2 separate regions of the Mus musculus genome follow, and region 1 is linked to region 2. The links are chromatin contacts, called in public Hi-C maps. All regions are on one chromosome and are shown on one strand. Each heading gives the region's core, a stretch centred on a gene start, on an enhancer-like site or on the middle of the called end of the contact. The rest is flanking DNA. Distances are from core to core; before and after follow the strand shown. Region 1 has its middle 290 kb from the start of Gm36528. Region 2 overlaps Auts2 (autism susceptibility candidate 2).

Region 1 (2,968 bases), core at 417-2,916, 800 kb after region 2:
TTTTAAAAAAATATTAAGGAGCACAAAAATCAAGTTAGCAGGTGTGGCTCAGTGGTAGAGCTGTTGCCTGCGTGTGAAAGTCCTTGGGTTTCATCTGTATGTATCAACACAAGGAAAAGATTAATCAACAGCTTTTAAATGGTGAGACCTAACTGTTGGTGAGTTTCTGTGAATTATTTTGCTCAGCCTTCATAGAGTTTGCTCTTATCAACTGGGTTCTTTAACCAGTTTCAGTGTGCCTTCTTGCCTTCCCTCCCTGCCTCCATTCCTCAATCCCTTCCTCTCTCCTTGTTTTTTATCTTTTCAAGGCAGTATCTGTAGTCCAGGTCTCTGCCCCCAGGCTGCCCTTGAACTCACTATGTAGCCTTGGTTGGCCTTGAACCTCTTATGCTCTTGGCTCTACCTCCTAAGCGCAGGGATCACAGAAGTCACACACACACACACACACACACCTATTAGATCACCTTTCCCAAGGTTATAGAGACACAACAGAAAATGTAACAAATTACTTCCTTTCCTCTTTTAGATAGCAATGTTATCATTTTTTAGAAAAAGAAAGTTCTCTGAAAAGACAAGCAGAGAGATGAAACCACTTGATACATGTGTATGTACTTAGAAAATTTACATGTTCTGTGGGCTGAGGTGTTTCAGGGAACCACATAGCCTAAGATTCAGAGTCTTGGTCAAGAGCATCTGTGTAAACAGGCAATGGGGATCACATATGGTATTAGATGTTTTTGCAATTTTTCCCTGGCTGGTGTAAGGATGGGGGCATAAAACTCAGAATGAGGTAAGAAGAGCTGGGGCAGGGCAAGTGCAGAGACTTCTGTCATCCCAGGGAAATGGCAGCAGGCCTCATGCTTGAAGGTGGCCCACTTAGCACACTGTAATTAGAGTTACTGCAATGATTGCTGTGGCCTCTTAGTGTTCTTCTGTGAGTACCATGGCGATAATGGTGGAGTCACAGTCTGGGCTGTCCCCATAGCAGGTAGTTGGGGAACTACATAGCACCCTGCATCTGACTACTACTGCATAAAGAAGGAGGGGCTCAGATCTGAGAGGACACTGAAACAGAAAGAGGGGAGGCTGGAATAAAGCAGAGAGAGAGAGAGAGAGAGAGAGAGAGAGAGAGAGAGAGAGAGAGAGACAAAGAGAGAGAGAGAGACAGAGAAAGAAAGAGAGATTAAGAAAGAAGGCTGTCATCTGCTGTCCAGGTTTCTGGTAACACTAGAAGCATCCCCTCCCTAGAAGAAATGGTTGGATACTCTTGTTCTTTAATGTAAGTAAACCATAGCTCCTTATCTCTCTTCTGCCCTCACTATCATCATGGTGCCTGTCTGTGTTATAGATTAGTCTGCCCAGATTTGGTGCCAAGCCTGAAATAACTACAAGCTGAGTGTTGATGTATGTGGAGCAGAAAGTTGGGACTCCAGACTATAGGACTCCATCCTTTTTCTCCACTCTCCCCGTGGAGAAAGAGGCTCCTAGATTGCCTCTCTGTGGGGTCCCAAGCATGAATCATATCTGCTTTCAAAGTTTTTTTTTTCTTCCGAGATCCATGAATACCGCATGAGCTGGAGGCAGAATCGTTACGAATTGTAAGTGAAGCGGACGGGGTTTTAAAATTAAATAGCAGCACTGTGTTATTTTTTCATCGAGATTCTGAGCAGCAGACCTTCCCAGCAGAAGTAACTTACATAATTTGATTCTCTCACTTAACCAGAACTGATCACTGTAGGGATAGAAATTAATTTTGAGAAAAACAGCTGCCAGTTTTGCCTCTGCGCCAACCTCTCTCCAAGCTTTGTGAATGTGGTCAGAATGAAACACACAGCTTCCTCTGAGTGACTTGTTTATTCATCGGGACTCCCCCTAAGTTCCCCTCCAAGCTTCAGTTTCTCTCAAGAGTGGTCGGGCCACAGTGAATATCTACTTGAGTACCAACTCTCATAGTCACATCTGTCCATGCCAGCTTGAAAGATTAAGGGGTTGGGTGTGGTATGCATGATCTAAAGGTTTGGAGCTCTATGAGAAAGACTGCAGCCAGAGGTGGTAGTGGAGGCCTGCCATCTCGATTACACAGGATGGGAAAGAAAGGATACTGCAAATTCAAGGCTAGCCGGAGTTACAGAGAAAGGTTTGGGAGAGGCTGGGAGTCTAAGTGAGAAAATAGCTCAAAGCAAAAATAAATAAATAAAAATAAAAAAGAGGGCTGAAAACATAGATCAGTGTAAACCATTTAAATGGTTTAACATTAGAATTCTGCATAGAATCCCCCAATAAGGGCCTGGCAGCATGGTTTAGTGATAGAGCACCTGTCTAGAATGCCCCACTGGGATATGGCTCAGCAGTAGAGTACTTGCCTAGAATCCAGCAGTGAGGACCTGGGAGTGTGATTCAGTGGTAGATTCCCCTGCCTAGAATTCCCCAGTGTGAAGCCAGGAGTATGGCTCAGTGGTAGAGCCACTGCCTAGAATCTCCCAGTGAGGGGCTGGGGGGGGGCGGCAGTGGCTCAGTGGTAGAGCACCTCCCTAGAATTCTCCAGTGAGGAACTGGGTGTTTGGCTCAGCAGTAGGGTACTTGCCTAGAATCCTCCAGTGAGGACCTGGGAATGTGACTCAGTACTTTTGAAAGTAGAGTACTTTCAAATAGATAAAGTGAGGTTCGATCTAGCTGTCAATATGTCTAAATTCAACCTTTCATACATCTTCTATAAGAGACAACTTTGATATGTCAGGAATCCATGTATACTCCTTGCAAGGGAAGTGACCAGGAAGGCAATATTCATGTTGGTCTAAGCCTTTATAGTTCTTTTGACAGATTGCATGACATTCAGCAAAGTGACATTTGGAGTTGGCCTTAGGCTACCTGCCAAGATAAAAAGAGGTGACATGAGCTAGCACAGGGAGAACTGTTTGTGTCAGCTGGTACTCCATTACCTCTGATTGTCCAGTATTGGTGTTTGAAA
Region 2 (3,120 bases), core at 384-2,883:
GGGCCCAGCACCGACGAGCTCTGTTAGTTCTTACTTCTGTGTATACGCAAGAGCACTGGTGCAAGGATGCATGCACACCACTGGGTATGAAAAGCACCAGAACTCCAGCCAGGAACTCTGTTCCCTTTACCTCATACAAAAGCAGTGCTTGTATCAACAGGCAAGACTTGGGCCTTTATTTGGAATACCAAAAACTGCTGTTTCAACATCATTAGGACCTAGCTGTGCCCAGATGCATTAAAACAGTTGGATTCCGAGAGCAAAGCAGTTCTAATGGGACTGAGGGTTAAGTACATAAAAAGGTGTATATCATAAAGGGCCCTTCAGCCTCAGCCTCAGGGGCTGAGAAGAGCAAACACTTCCCATTTGAACAAAATGTGTAATTCAGAATGGTTCTGTCCCAAATAGTTACTAAAATATTCAAGGGGAAGATAAAAAGAATAGACTCCTATAACCATCTTCAAGTGTAATTAAAAAGGAAGCTAACAACATCTCAAGCTTGAGGTCACTCCTTGACCATCCCAGGAATTCTCCATGCAAAATTATTCTGAGAATGAGTTCTAATCACTCCCACACATGCACACTTAAGACAGGGACAAGTTCAGCAATGCTGACAATGCTCCAGCTAGCAGCTCTGAAGATAAGGACACAACATAATCCTGTGTTGAACCAAGATCATCATCTGCCATCAGAGTCCAATCAAACCAACACCACATTCTCCCCTCGCTGTGCTTAGACACTTTACCTACTTCCACCAGAGCTATATCACAAGACAGAACTTATAGATAAAAAAGCTACATACACAAACCTACATACACGGTAAATCCCAAAGTGCAAGAGATCATCCAGTCAGCGGCCGAGAAGGTGGCTCGGCGAGTAAAGGGACTGAGCTGTAAGCACAAGGACCTGAGCTTGAGCCCCACAACCACATAAAATGCTACGCATGCCTGTAATCCCAGAGTGGGCGAGGAAGACACAGGAGGGTCTCCTAGATTTTCTAAGCATTCAACCTGAGTAAGTTCCAAACCAGTAAGTAAGCATGTCGCTAAATGAGCTGGATAGCACTGGAGTCGTCTCAGGGATGGTTGGAGTCTGGCCTCCACATGAACATGTTCACACATACACACCCACACACACACACTTGTACCACACAGAGAAAGCAGAGCGTAGCTGGCACTCACTCACTCCCTTCTGAGACCCACAGGTGTACTTGTGATTCTTTGGGCAAAGAGTGTTCAAGTACACGGGACCTCCAATTGCACCTTTGACTTTTCTTATTTTGGAAAAAGGGCCGAAGATTGGGTGTAAGGATGCCCCACAGTCCTCGAGGGCGTTTGACACTTGGACCTGTCCCTGCCTGCCTGTCTCAGAGCCCACCCACGATTTCATTTTCAATTAGCAGCTCCTCGAAAGGCAGTAATGAAAGCAGTTGCTAAAGAGCATTCAGATGTCACCAAAAGACTGCAAACCCAAACTGTAAATAGCACATTGTGAGTCGCCTGTCACCGCCATCAACTCCCACGGGAATCTCGCAGCACGTGGCTATCACAGCCATCTGCTTGGATCCCCACCAACACCACTGCAAACCGCAGTCAGCCACCCACTCCCAACTCCTACCCATACCTGTCATGTACAGACTTGTGTAGGGATGGGATTGCTGTGAGCAGAAATTAGCGGATTGCTTCACGTTCTGTAGCTGTGTCAGGCTGCGTGGAGATAGCTGTGTATTCTTCCAAGAAGGAAAAATGTACAGTTCAACCCCCCCCCCACCCCAAAAGCAGGATTTTAAATTTTATTTTTTAATTGCATGTATTCATACATGTTTGTGTGTGAGAATGTGCATCTGAGTTTCAAGTAACCTCGAGAGTCCAGAGAGGCCTTGGCCTCCTTGGAGCTGAAGCAACAGAGGACTTTGAGTGGACTGACAAAGTGATGGGGACTAGACTTACTTCCTCTCCAAGAGCAGAACAATATATAACTTAACCACTAAAAAAAAATCTTTCAGCTCTCAAAATGCAGTTTTAAATCAAAGGAGTTATAGCCTCCCCTACCCTTGTCAACCACCTATTCAAGTTCCAAAGTTTTGATGGACAGATTTCCTGAGTTTCTGTTTTCTTTATTGATTCTATTTCCACTTTCAGGGCTGAAACTGTTTTATTCAATTCCTCCCACTGTTTGTATTTTCATGGATTTCTTTAAGGGATTCATTCATTTCCACTTCAAGGACCTCTATCATACTCATAAAAACTGTTTCAAGGTCTTCTTGGGCTTCATTCACCTAGGCTGGAGCCTGCTATGGGGGGCTTGCTGGGCTCTAGTGGGGACATATTTCCTTGGATGTTACTAATTGTTTTTTACACTGGTGTATAGGCATCTGGGCTAAAAAGATTGTAATTCTAGATGCTGGTATCTGGTCTTGTGTTTAACAGGTAGATATTTTGGTTTCTGTTTCTGCTCTGGATCTTAGGAGAGCATTGTAGCTGTATGTTGTCTGGTAGACAAGTCTTCTGGGACCCTGATGAGTCTTTATCTGGAATATCACTATGCATTCCAGATAAACAAACCTGGGTGTTTTCGGGTTATCGTGTGTTTAGAAATGGGGGAGTGCTGGGATAGGGGGTTTATATGACTTGGGTAAAGTGGGGTGTTCGACTAGGATATGCTTAGTTAGACCTCTGGGAATGTGGGCAGAGAGCGAGAAGAGACTACAGAAGGCCTGCTCCAGAGTTGGGAATGAGAGTGGGGTTTTGAACTTGGAGGAGTGGAGGGAGCGATGAATACCTGCCATTAGCTCACTTGCTTCCCTGGCCAGAGTGGCCTATGGGTTGCCAGGAAGTGCTTGCTCCAGTTGGGGGCTGGGCAAAGCAATGGGAGATGTCTGGAGGGGGAAGATCTGTGTGACCCATGGGAATGGTTGGAGGTTGGGGTGCACAGAAGAGACGTGTTCTGCTGCAGAGCTGAGGCTGAGACTAGACTAAGTGATCAAATTTCAAGGAACAGAGGGAGAGGTGAATATCTACAGTTAGCCTAAATGATGCCCTGGCCAGAGTGACCTGTGAGTTCCCAGGGAGTTAGGGGCTGTGATAAAGTAACAGGGCAAGGGAGTGGTTAGGAGGGGGA

Evidence for each region. A called contact is a pair of places that touch in the nucleus more often than the background predicts.
Region 1: a Hi-C map of cortical neurons shows a contact between it and region 2, with 2.7 times the contacts expected there. The contact joins two enhancer-like sites. A contact is called at or near these places in 3 of 484 Hi-C or Micro-C datasets (the HL-1 cell line, adipose-derived mesenchymal stem cells and cortical neurons).

What each region holds. Positions count from the first base shown.
Region 1 is chr5:133,044,180-133,047,147 of GRCm38.p6, forward strand. No RefSeq gene overlaps it. Among named protein-coding and RNA genes, the nearest start is that of Gm36528, 290 kb to the left of the region's middle. Within about 2 kb of position 1,667, at least 4 of the 459 cell types and tissues checked have an H3K27ac peak or open chromatin away from gene starts, as enhancers often do. A contact at or near this core is called in cortical neurons, where this site is marked.
Region 2 is chr5:132,248,153-132,251,272 of GRCm38.p6, forward strand. All of the region lies in intron 2 of Auts2 (autism susceptibility candidate 2), which reads right to left. Among named protein-coding and RNA genes, the nearest start is that of Auts2, 290 kb to the right of the region's middle. Within about 2 kb of position 1,634, at least 16 of the 459 cell types and tissues checked have an H3K27ac peak or open chromatin away from gene starts, as enhancers often do. A contact at or near this core is called in cortical neurons, where this site is marked.